Linked DNA regions of Mus musculus: region 2 is linked to region 1. Evidence: chromatin contacts called from public Hi-C data. All regions are on one chromosome and are shown on one strand. The core of a region is the stretch at or near the end of the contact, and the rest is flanking DNA. Distances in the headings are between cores, read along the strand shown.

Region 1 (6,444 bases), core at 1,760-4,259:
TCATGAGTGTGAGAGGCAATAGCATCATCATCCACCCTCCAAGGAGCATGATCCAAGTGAGACTGGAAATGTCCAGAGGAACACGTATAGTCCCAGGATCTGTCTATGTGGTTCTGCAGCTTAAGGGAAACAGCACATTTGAAGTTCAAGGATGGTAGGGCTCAAGTAGAACATTGCAAGAGTAGGTGAGATCCCACCTACACCAGGAGAACACACCTCAAAACAGAAGTGGACCTCTGAGGAATGCCAGCAGCAAATCTAAGGTCCTTGCCAGATTTCCGGACTCTGGCACTGACAATGAGGTAGCCCTGCAGATGCATAGCATCCTGTCCCCCAAGTTCCTCTGAGAAATGATTCTTGCAGTCTGCCATCTCTTAGAATTATTTTTCTGTTTGCTAATAATATCCAGGAACAAAAACTCTGGCTCACAGGCTTGGGTTTAATGTGATAAAAATCCATATTCACCTTGAATGAGCTATTTCAGATAACAGATATTTATTTGATCAGACTCCATTATTCCTTCATCTCTACCCTGCCTACAACAACAACAACAATAATAACAACAACAACAACAACAACAACAGGCTCCATCCAAAGGTTCAGGAGACCATTGTTCATGGTCCTTCAGACCCTGGAAGTCAGCAACCGCAAGAAGAGACATTAAAAATTAATGAATGTGCTATACTCAGTGTCCTGAAGTCAAGGCTATTTAAGTAGATAAAAGAGGCCTGGGGAGGGAAAGTCTTGTTGCTAATGTTTTCTTTATAATTATTAGGTGAAAAGAGAGAGAGAGAGAAGTGGGAGAACACAGCTACCACCGAGACAAAGTGAAAGGCGTGCATTAGAAGAAAGGATGCAGACAAATGGAGCACTCTCAGGCTCGAGCTCCGGGAGGGGGAGGAGGCACAATGAGAGTGGGGAGCTGCAGGGGGGGGAGAGGCAGACGCTCTCCACCCAGGCAGCTTCGCCTACAGCCTGGCCAGCCCTGACTTGAATAATGAGGCTGTTTGGACGAGCCTGAGGCCAGTGGTGGAGACTTATATAAGAACAAGTCTCTGGCTACGCTAGTCTTCACAAAGACACCCTGCACTCCTCTCTGCTGCACTTGTCTGTGGCCAAGGAGTAAGTTTCACATAATCACTGCAGCACCTGTGGCTCCAGTGGAGGGGAAAGGCATGCTCCGGTGAAGTGAATTAAAATGCCAGTCCTCTTGCTAAACACAAGGATACGAGCTGAGTTCTGCAGTGGATAAACTGGTACCTGCTTCCCAAAAACTTGGCTGCCAAGCAGACTTCTCCCAACACACAGTGCTTCATGAGCTGGACACGAATCTACTACACCTTTTTTTTTTTTTTTAATACTACTTACTGCAGGATCACAAACTCAGAATATCAAAACATTTTCCAAATCAAGCCTGAAGCCAAAGGATTCTGTGTGTGGCTTACAGGGTGCTTCCTAGGAAAGCCTGCTAAATGGTTCTAGAGAGAGAACTGGAATGCAATGGTTTGCAGTTCTATAGAGAGCAGATATTCCCAGGGAAGGAAGTGGCCCGGGGTTCTGTTATCTATGAAAGAGCATGGCTTTTGAAAACCTTAGGTCAGGTGGGCGCTTGGGGGTGTGCCGAGATGAAGCCACCATGCCACAAAGCCCAATTGCTGGTCACTGTTTTATATGGAACCGTAAGCTGAAGGAGCCTGGGAGAGACGAGGATTGCATTTCCCTTCCTATGTGGTAGAGCTGAGTGGTACGTTCCCCCTTTGTCTAAGTTCTGCTAACCAGACCCTCTTGCAGGTCCTCCCCATCTCCCTCCTCCACGCCAAGGAGACTGTGACATTGATAGAGACCCAATGGCATCGCAGGCTCTTGGCATAGCTCCTCTTTCCCCACATATAGAAAGAAACCATACTGGCTTTCATAGAGATCTTGGCTTCTATGTGAAGTCATCTTTGTCATAGACTGACCCCAAAAACTCAGGTTTTCCAGTGAGACTGTTTCCAGTTTCGTCTGCCACTCATTTCTGTACTCAAGAGACATTGCGTGTCAATCATGTGCTGACTGCTGTAGGTGCTAGGCCGGGAGAAGATGAGCCCCACCCTCCAGCAGCCCTGAGTCTAGCCGCAAACACCAATTATCCTCTGTTTAACCTGCCTTGCCCTTAGGGGCCCAGGATGTGAACAGGAAACAGGCATTCAGGCAGATGGGGTCCTTCCCTCTCCAGCTCCACTGGCCTCATTTTGGTTAGTCTTGTCCCTGACTTTGACTTCCCATCTTGAAGCTCAACCCTTCTTGCCTTTGCCCCCGCCACAGTCGCCAGAACTGTCAGTTTTGCCTGAGCCATGTTTTCAGCCTCTCCTATCCGTCAGTCACGGCCTTGATAGCTGTCACTGGTCAAGTGGCCAACTGGTTCCCCTAGCCTCGGGCTCTCCATCCTCAGTCCCGCTGCCATTTTTCCTACGCGGTCATTTTCCTAAAATAGAAATGAGATTGCATCACTCCTTATTTAGAGACAATCATCAAGTCACTAAGCTCTCGGTGTGACTGGGCTTCACACCATCTGCAGGCACTTGGCTTAGGAAGAAGTGTCGTTGAAAGCAAGATGACTCAGCCAGGGACTATGAAGGGCTGACTCAGGGCTCTCATCATAACTGCCCCTTAGAATCCTAAGAGCTCGTGTGACCCGCAGATGCCAGCACTACTCGCCCAGCCCAGACCATTGACTCTGAATGTCAGATGAAGTCTGGGTGGCCAGGCAGGGGGACTCACCGGAGATTTGAACTTTGAGTTGGATTATGGGGGGAAGGTAGCATGAGACTCTGTCTCTTTTTCAGAACTGCTCTTCTTCACTTTCAGATATCCCTGCAACATCACTTTCTTTCCCTAAGTTCCCTGAAATGGCTTAGTAAGTATGTCTAATTATCAGTCAATCACCAGCAGGAATCACCAGGCAGATGCTGTGCTCAGATCAGAAGACTCCTCCCACGTGCGCTTCAGGGGCAGTACCTCAGCCAGTACAAGTCTGACTTGGGAGGGGCCTGGAGCGGCACGTGACCCGCCTTTCCATCCCACCTCTCCTCACAGATGCTTTCTAAGTAGTTTGACCCCTCCTGTACCAAGAAATTGATCCTGTCAGCTATAGTTATCTTTTTCGCATAAAATCTCTCTCGTGGTTTATTTTATTGGGGATCTTCACCCCCTCCTCTGCCCTCCTCGATGCCTGCAGCGCTGGGCCGCACTGCAAGTTCCAAGAATGATTTCTAGATCTCTCTCCCTGCCAGACTTGGGAGAGCTTCATTTTCACATCGTGCTTTGGCTGCAAGGGTTAACTTTCCATTTCAGGAGGGGAGTGTGGGGTTTCCTTCCCAATATCTGTATGATCCAGTATGTGTTTATACTCACGGCCCCTGCCACACAGGTCCTTCCCCCTCATCTCTCATTTCCTTCACACCAGAAGTCAGACCATTTCTGTAGCAGACAGAGTCTGCGGGAGCTGTTGTTCACAGCTGGTGAGGGAAAGGAACAACTGGGGAAGAAAAAGAAAAGCAAGAGACCAAAAGGACAAAGGGCTCTTCAGGCAGAGGGAGCTGTTGCCACAGGCTTGCGGAAGAACTCAGGGCTCCTGCAGGCTGCTGTAGGCTTTTTGTTTTTTGTGGCAGTGAACCCAGTCACCCCTTGTTTATTGAGTCCTGTGAGCTTGGTACAGCTCTCTAAGGCTGCCGGTTCCATATCTAAGCATTCTCCTTGCAAAGGCATCTGTCATGGAAATGAAGCTATTTGCACAAAGCAGAACTAACACTGAAGGGAGGAATACAAGCCAAGAGACACAGAATTAAGACATAAATATTCAGAGCCGAGACCTCTAGCCTGGGCTTTGTGTGAGGAGAACCAGAGAGCCTGGCTAGGTCTGCTTCGGGCAGGGCAGCGGATGGCTGGTGAAGGAGAAAGGAGTGAGCCACCACTGAGGAGAGGAGGTGGGACTGAGTTGGTGGGACTGGGGAGGGAGAGAATTTCTTGACATTGTCTGTGTTTAGGACTGCGATCTGTCTTCCACACCTTTTCAGTTCACTACACTGACTATCTTGGAGAGGTAGGCTGTACTTTGAATGTGACTTCAAGCTGAAGAAAGGCCCGGCCAGCTCATTCTAATAAGGACTATAGATACGGGTAACATCCTTGTAGACACCAGTCTACAGTCTTGAGGATGAGCTGGCAAGAAACTAGGGAGAGAATGTGAGACGATCAAAACACAGTTCTCAGGATGGTATAAAGAAATGGGGCTCAGTTTCCCACTAGACTGGTGATTCTCAACCTGTGGTTCTCCACACCCCTTTTAGGGGTCAAACAACCCTTTCATAGGGGTCGCCTGGTCTGCAGAGTCTCCTGCAGAAGCCAGGAAACACTGCTGCTGAGGAGGCCACACCCACCCGAAGACTAGGTGTTCCCTCCGCTCTTCCTTTCCCTCCTCCGCAGTGTCTCTGGAAGCATCCACCACCTTGAGGGCTAACAGGAATCCATGAAAGAACAAGCCTCCCTTGGAGCTTACTGAATTATTAAAATATTGCCATGAGATGTTACTTGACAGAATATATATATACTTTCCCCAAATCACTCTACGGAATATTTGAGGAGGAAAAGAAAAAAATGACTGACAGTTGCCGTGGAAGAAGTGGGAGAAGCTTCTAGCCTTGAGACCACAGCCCAGCTTCCCAGCCCTGGAAGCCACGTTCATGGGACTCTATATGGATCAGCCAAAGAGACTGGCACTAGGCAGGAAGATGAACAAACACCCCATTGGTAGAAGGATTAACCTAGAACCTGGGGCTCCAACCTTCAGCCTTCCTCCAGCGGGAGTGGGATCTGACCACTGATATTTCCTCTGACTTTCTGATACATCGTTTCGTCAAAACAGCCAGAGCAGTGCTTCCCTGGGCCCCTTCAGCTGGGGTGGGGAGAGAGAGAGATGAGAGAGAGAGAGAGAGAGAGAGAGAGAGAGAGAGAGAGAGAGAGAGGTTAGAAACATAACCAGTCCGTGCACATTCCAATTTTCTCCATCAGATAAAAACTAGTCTGCCAATTCCCAACCACAATCTCTTGAATCTTTTATAATCAGAAAATCTCTTTCAATTGTGACAAGAATTCAGTTTTCTCTCTGCCCCTGATTGCCCAACGGTGATTACCCCTCCCAAGCCTTTTTTTTTTCTTTTCCCTCATTTGTGCAAGGAGAAGCTGTGGGTTGTAGCCTGCTTGCTAAGAGCCTTACTCAGCACTAACACTCGAAATCTGTGAGAAATCTTATTACAAGTTATTACTGATTTAGCTACAAGAGAATACAATCCTTTAAAAAAAAATCTACGAGGAGTCCCAATGACTTATATCCAACTTGACAGAAAAAAGTAAAGTCCCCTTGGCATAGGGGAAGTAATTAAAGACACACATTCTATTTTCTCTTTTGGAGAGCTCAACAACCCATTGGCCCATTAGACCTTGTCTAGGGCTGATCTTTATAATCTTCCCAAGAATTTTAGACTCTTGATGCATTTGCTCATGATAGATGCGATGACACACAAACTAGCAGCTGGCATTGTCTTAGGAGATTAGATGTCTGTATCTCACTCCCTTGAAGGCCAAAATAGATACCTCTAATTGGGGAGGAACGTTAGGCTCTTCTTGCTATGATTTCTTGGGGGGCAGGGGGAGAAGGTCACATCTTTGTCTTTACCACTGTCAACAAACTTAATTTCTGGGGGGGGGGGAAGCATGCATAATTGCTGTAAGTGGGCCCCACCACTTCCTCTCGTTTTTCTATCGGCTCGATTCAGCTGTCAGTCTTTTTTTTTTTAATTATTTATTTATTATATGCAAGTACACTGTAACTGTCTTCAGACACTCCAGAAGAGAGCATCAGATTTCATTACAGATGGTTGTGAGCCACCATGTGGTTGCTGGGATTTGAACTCAGGACCTTTGGAAGAGCAGTCGGCACTCTTAACCGCTGAGCCATCTCACCAGGCCCGCCACCCCCAGCTGTCAGTTTTATGTCACGCCTTAGCACCAAAGATAGGGAAACTGGAGCTTCGCCAATAAGTCGCAGCTCTAGCACTCGATCTCAAGACTTCTGACTGCAGGACAAATGCCACACGAACAGCAAAGCCAAGAGGCGAGTGAATGCCGAGCCAGTCCTCCATGAGGCAACACAACAGAACGAGCTTCAGGGGAGGGAGGAGTTTAGTGCTGCCTATTGGACGCGGATGGATACAAGGGACGAGAGAAGTACAGTGTCCCATACGTGCCAGGGAGTCGGTGGCCACCCTGGAACTCCAGACCCAAACTCATCTTTTTTTCTACGCTACCCAGATAGCCTTAAGTTCCACCTGGAAGACAAGTCTATGATTACTGGAAGACAGGAGGAGGCGAAGCACTTCTGAGCCTCTAGGGGAGATGAGGTGC
Region 2 (6,444 bases), core at 1,658-4,157, 150 kb before region 1:
TTTTTTTTTTTGAGAAGGGAAGAAAAGATCTTACAGAGTCCCAGTTTGGTTTTGAAAAAATATCATGTCTGAAATTTGAGTAAACAGCCAAGGCTAAATTTTCAAAATAATCAACTAGGGCCAGGATTTGTGAGAAAGCCCATTCACACCCACACTCTGGCTGGCACTGGAGGTGTGGGTATCTCTAGCAGAAAAGTAGCTTCCTATGAGAAAGCACGCTGATGGCCGTCACAGTGTCCCCTGCAGAACCTTGAGGTCCCTTCTTCCAAGATGCAAGGTGCAAGATCACCACATTTTCTAGAACTTTTAAAAAAAAAAAATGCCTCAGTCATTTCTTTCCCACAAGGACAAGTGTTCCCATTTTAAAAAAAGTGACATTCCAGGCATAAGCTAAGAGAAGCTGTTGAAAAATAAATTAGGTGCAAGAATCATGCTTTGAAATGTTCTTTCTGTATGAAATTCTCCACCAGATGCCCAGAGCTTTCTAGGCTATGTGTGAATGATCCATCCCAGGATTGAAAGACCAGTCCAGCTAATCAGCCTTGCTGTGTCTTGTTGTCCTGACTTGGCTTGTATATACACGAACAGGAATGCAAGCATAAATGGATCACTAAAAAAAAAAAACAAAAACAAAAACAAAGGCTACAGAGTAATACCAGCAGCTGAGTGCATCTAATCTGCAGCCCTGTGAATGCTGCCCAAGACAAAAATCACAAAACATTGTGTGGTAACTCTCTTGGGCATGAGCTCTGTAGATGACCACATGGTGTCACAAAGTCGAAAGGTTGGACCGACTTTGGAAGCACCTGCATTCTCAAACTGAGGCTATATGAAGTTGTTCTCTATTTTCTATTCTGAAGGGATGAGTTCCCATGTGCTTTTGGAGTAGCACAATTGATTAGCTAATCAAAGGGTTAAATGGCAGCAGCGCTCAGAGCTGGTCCCTTTTGCTGGCTGCATAGATCACTCCTGGCCCTGGAGCAAAGGAATGAGAAAGAAGGAACTCTTGGGGGTTTTTTTGTTTTGTTTTTTGTTTTGGGTTTTTTTTTTTCTCCTCTTTATGTCTCACTCCTGACCGACTGCACAGTTATTGGAGAAAGATTTAAGTCTTGTAGCTGTTCTTTGAGTCAGTCCACAGAATACAATAGTGATAGACTGGGGTATCTTGGCTCAAAGGATCAAAAATATCATTGAAAGTCCAATAAGGTGGAAGACTGGGTATGAGCAGAAGGTTTGCGGTTGTTGCTTCGTGTGTACAGAAAAACGCCCCTTTTTAAAGTGGAGGTCTCTAGAAAAGTCTCTCTAGCTGGTCGCCTTCTAATAACGGTGGGGAATTATTTCCACAGCATTTTGGACTCTAATGACCCAGATGACATCCCCTCCCAGTTCAGCGGGCTCCATTACTTGCTTGGATTGCAAAAAGGTGATAGTGTACTTGGGCCTCATTATAACAAGACTCCAGGGGGTGGGGGAATCTTGTCTCCACTCTCTAATAACAGTATCAGCTGTGCAAACTACTACTGCTCCCTTCCCATCAAAGCTGTGTTGTGAGGAGACATTTTTCTTTCTTTGTCCCAATACTATCCCGATGATGAAAGAAGAGTCCCCCAGATTATTTGTTACCTTAGGGGGACGAGCGTGCTGTTAATCACAAGCCCATCCAGGCAAGATTCTAAATGTTAATAGACTACCAGGGCCTGGAGGAGAGGCCATTTTTCGGCTGGGGAAGCGGCTGGCAGCAACCCCATCTCACAGCATTGACTCATGCCTGAATCACAGCCAGGCTGGCAGGATGTTGTTTTGGGGAAGTTCGCAGGCCTGTCAAAAACCTGCTGTTGCCATTGGCTGATATTATGCAAGATTCCAAATGATATATTTATATTCTCCTTTTGGATTTGTTGTGTGGTGTGCCCCCCCCCCCCAATTCTCCAGCAAGCTTCAAATGGCCAAAATGGAATGCATAAACAAACAAACAAACAAACAAACAAACAAAGGTAGACTCATCATAAACTGAAGGCACTTTGCTCTAAGCTCCCTTAGGCAGCCAGGTCAGAACAGTGCAGGGAATTTGCTGCAATCATTAAAGCCTCACTCAGGAAGGGTATGGCAAGCCCCGAGCCTCCATGCATGGCTTCATCCAAGTTTCTTTCCTCCCTGTATAAATCTCTGCAGCTTGCACAGGGATAACAGATTAAGCAAGGCCCCTGGTGCACTTCCTTTGTTGCAGGCTGACTGGTGACTGGGAGAGGGGATGTGGTGGTAACTGCAGAGTTTGTGAGATTCACAGAGGCTCAGCTTTCCCATCTGAGCTTCTCTGACCCAAGCCTGTGAAGAGTTTAACCAGGGAGGCTGAGGAAAGTCTTCCCAACTGTGTCACCAAGTGCTGAGAAGTTCCTCGCAGGAACTTGGTAGGCAGAGAGAGTGTGAGTGAATTCATTTGTATGCCTAATTTAAGACACAATTGAGAGGCACAGTGTTCTAATAGATGGAGTTCTGGCTGAGGAATTAAGAAACCCGAGTTCCATTCTTAGCTCAGCACAGTGAAACTGAGGCTTGGCATTTTCCAGGAGGATTTGAACTCTAGAGACAGTCAATTCAGGACAAAAACTGATAGAGTGATCCAACCTCAACCCCCGTTATCTACAGCTTCCGTCAAGCCGATCGAAAGCAAATTTAGCCATTCTTAAATTCTTAGAAAAGTCCTAACGAAAAATGTCCTTTGAATAATCCCCTAGAGGAAAAGGTGGAATTGTTTAGCATTCACTCTTCAAGGGGAGCTGTCTTTGGACCTTGTTCAAAGCAGACCCATAGCGTGGAGGAGGGGCTCCTACTCCCAGACACTGGCGATAGGGAGGCACCAGCACTCTTTCAAGTCCTGCCCAGGGCACTGGACACAGCTGCACTGCAGCCTCCCTGGGAAAATGACCTTGGCCATTAGCCTGCGTGCTTAGTGGTTGCTTCCGTCTCAACCTCACACTCGGGGGCATTTTAGATTCAGGAAGCAGAGCGATCCATGCTCGCAGTTTCCCAGTGACCACTCACTGCCCAGACTTGGTTAGTAACATATGGAAGCTCAGCCCTGGAAATGTTCTCAGGCCACCACAGCTACATGAAGAGAAAGAACAGTTAGAATGGTGTCAGATTTATCCCTTAAAATCATCTTCACTTAAGGAATTAACAGAGTAGCCTGTGAATACTACTATAATAGTCATATGCCGCATGCAAAGTGACTGTTCGCCTCTGACTCTTTGTCCATGTAGTTTAAATTTCTGAATATCACCAGCCTGGATCTGTCCTCTCTACCATGTCTTTAATAAACATTTAACTTTTATTGTGTTTTTTTTTTGATTCAGTCATTCAACAAATATTCCTTTGTACCAACTGTGTATTTAAGAACACAAAGTGTCTGTCCCTGGCCTTAAGAAGTTGACCCTCCAGAAAGAAAAGAAAGCCAATCAAGACAGGGCTAGCTCGTGGATGCTCTGAGATGAGCCTTGGAGTTCAGTGTGGAAACAAAGGAAGGGGAGAAGCAGACACTGTTCAGAGAGCTACCTATGTTATTTAGACATTAAGGTGTTAGAAAAAGAGAAGGTTTACCTGAGGATGGCATGGTTCAATATACAGACCATTCAGGTCCATGGGCAGAGCTTGTGTTAGAAATATTTCATGGAATTGGATTTCCAAATCCACTTTCTCCATTCTGTTAATAAACCCTTCCCAGCTGACAAAGTCTACATCAGAACACCTTGACCTGACTCACTTAGGCAGAGGGTATGGTAAATAGACAAACAGAGCCTACCTTGAGATTTTTGAAGCAGCTAAAGAATAGACTCTCTTTCAGCTGAAAATAAAAATTTTCTATAAGCCTAGAACTAAGCTATCATTAACCTATTCATTGAGAGGGCCTGCCAGAAAAGGAGACAGTCAGAGGATGTGCCATGCCCATCCCAGACTGAGCATCTTAAATTTCTATGTTACATGTGTCTGCTTGAGTGTTCTTTCACTTGCAATCAATCCTAGTATAGTGAGATAGGAGAACCAATCAGAAAACTGCTAGAATAGGCCAGGTGAGAGGTCAAATGTAGTAAGCCAAGGCAGTGGGAAAGGGATCAAAGAAAATAGTAACAAAATTGAAAGGCCCCGAAGGACTGGGTTTTGTGACTGATGAATAAGCCTGAGAAGAAGGTTCATAGAATTAGCCCGGGGGCTTTGGTTTACTTTGTCACGATGGTGCCACTCACTAACACAGAAGATTAATAAGAAGGCTTGAAAAATGAAGAGAATGAGTTTGACTGTGGACATGTTGAATCAAGTCCTGTGGGCTATCCAGATGGAGATGTGCAGTGGGCAGTTGGATAATGATTTTAGGAGTCAGAAGAAAAACCAGAGATCCTGTGTTTAGAAGCAACAAATGGGGCTTACAGATTCCTCCAGCTCATCAGACTAATGAATGTTAGAGGACATGAACACCCAAGTGGGAATAGCCCCAAATACCTGCTTTCTCAGAGACATTATAACTTTGTATACTTTGAGTATCACAATTCTTGTTTCCATAGAAATATCAGGTGATTGCTAAATTCCTTTTTTTTTTTTTTTTTTTTTTTTTTTTTATGAGACAGGGTTTCTCTGTGTAGCCCTGGCTGTCCTGGAACTCACTCTGTAGACCAGGCTGGCCTCAAACTCAGAAATTTGCCTGCCTCTGCCTCCCAAGTGCTGGGATTAAAGGCATGTGCCGCCACTGCCCGGCTGCATTGCTAAATTCTTAACATCGTCAGAGTCTAGGCGTTAAGTGGTACCTGTCATCCTTTAGTCAGTGGGACAACTGGAAGTGCCCAAACATAGCTTCAGACATTTCCTGGAGGGACTGTGTCACCTTTCACATATGATATAAGTCGCTGACTGGTGTCTGGATCCATGTGTTAGCATAGGCACAACCTTCTACTACTGTTATATTTACACAAATATAGATAAAATGGATAGCTATCTAAAACATACAATGGATGTATGTTCTCTGGAGAAGCCAAAATGCTTCCCCATGGTGAAGCCTGACTCATGCTGACCCATGCAGCCTGACTGACTAGACTCCCCTCCCACCTCACTGGCTTCAGCATCAGGAGTGTTAGAGTTACAAGTGCCAGCCACCATGACCAGCTCTGCCCATCTGCTCAGCTATTCTTGGAACTCCCATCTACTTAGACCAACACTTAGGAGATCTATCTACAATGGCCACCCTCTTACTTTATACCACTTGGAATGCATCGTTTTTTGAGTGCAAATATGACCATGTACGTGACAACACACATCCAACTACCCATTTAAAAACAAAAAAAGTCTGCTTTTGTGCCCTTTCTAAGCTTCTGAAACAATTGAATATCAAAGTTAACCAATACAACAGTACGCTTAGAAGGTGAACTTCTAGTAATGTGAAGTCACACTTACCTGCAAATGATTAGGTTTCCATGTCCCGCAAATGGGGATTACATGCAATGTAGGTCTTGTAGCCTCTGGTTGTGATGAAGAAATAAAAGGTGTTCTGAATTGTTCTGTGATTGGCTCCTTAATTCAAAGAGTAATGGGTACCTCCCAGACTAATTTGAAAGCTTTCGGGTTTTTTGACAAGCTCATTAATTTGCACAGTACCATGAATTAACTTGTGTGTAAACATAGCAATGTGATGAATTAAATGTATTAAACAAAGTGTATTGAGTGCTCGCTACCTTATATACTGGCTCTCAAGTGAAAAGTCTCTGGAAATTAGCTTGTCTTTATCTCTTAGGCGGAAACTGCAGGAGGCTAATTTTTCCCCTCATTTCCACAGTGGTAGTAAAAGCCTAGTTGCTAGAGAGAGTGGAAAAAGAAAAAGCAGCAAGGGGCTGAGGGTGGAAAGAATGTCCCTGGCATTAACCTATCTACAGCAACTAAAGGATATTTTTCCAACCTTTGTGCAAGGGTAGAGAGGACAATGGGAATCCTGTTGTCTAAAGCTGCTTGTTAGCAGCCTGACACCTAGTCAGCGTTACATGGCCTATTCATGGGACTTCCAAATTAAGTAATTTGTGATATAAGTAGCTTCCATGCTGCCTCATTACCACAGAAACAGATGACAGGACACCTCCTGTTATCACCTCCACAATGCTCCGAGCCTTCCTTCTGCCCCTCACCTGTGCCAGCACGCACTCTATGGTATGGTGGGGACACTGCACTTGGATGCAGTTGTTGTAAAGAGAAGAGAGGGAGAGCTGGCACTTCCTCTGGACTTTGTTTCCAGGTCGGGCAGAGGATTCTGCCAGAAAAAGAGTAGTTTGCAGCAAACAGTGGGAAGGTTTGCCCACTCTGTAGTCTGTATCTCTACTGAAATATTGCAAAGGGACACAAAGGTAGGTATAAAAATGTTTCTGATGACAGATCAACAGTCCTCAAAGAGCTGTGTTTGCTTTTTGTCCC

What was found. Hi-C and Micro-C count contacts between places; a contact is called where the count stands out from the background.
Region 2: a contact with region 1 is called in a Hi-C map of cortical neurons, with 1.9 times the contacts expected there. The contact joins two enhancer-like sites. A contact is called at or near these places in 5 of 484 Hi-C or Micro-C datasets (cerebral cortex, cortical neurons, muscle stem cells and 1 more) and 4 of 115 datasets of contacts at active chromatin or transcription factors (astrocytes, embryonic stem cells, heart atrium and 1 more).

What each region holds. Positions count from the first base shown.
Region 1 is chr4:33,583,931-33,590,374 of GRCm38.p6, reverse strand. No RefSeq gene overlaps it. Among named protein-coding and RNA genes, the nearest start is that of Gm32955, 16 kb to the left of the region's middle. Within about 2 kb of position 3,009, at least 136 of the 459 cell types and tissues checked have an H3K27ac peak or open chromatin away from gene starts, as enhancers often do. A contact at or near this core is called in astrocytes, cerebral cortex, cortical neurons and 2 more, where this site is marked.
Region 2 is chr4:33,731,569-33,738,012 of GRCm38.p6, reverse strand. No RefSeq gene overlaps it. Among named protein-coding and RNA genes, the nearest start is that of Gm33059, 46 kb to the left of the region's middle. Within about 2 kb of position 2,907, at least 67 of the 459 cell types and tissues checked have an H3K27ac peak or open chromatin away from gene starts, as enhancers often do. A contact at or near this core is called in astrocytes, cerebral cortex, cortical neurons and 2 more, where this site is marked.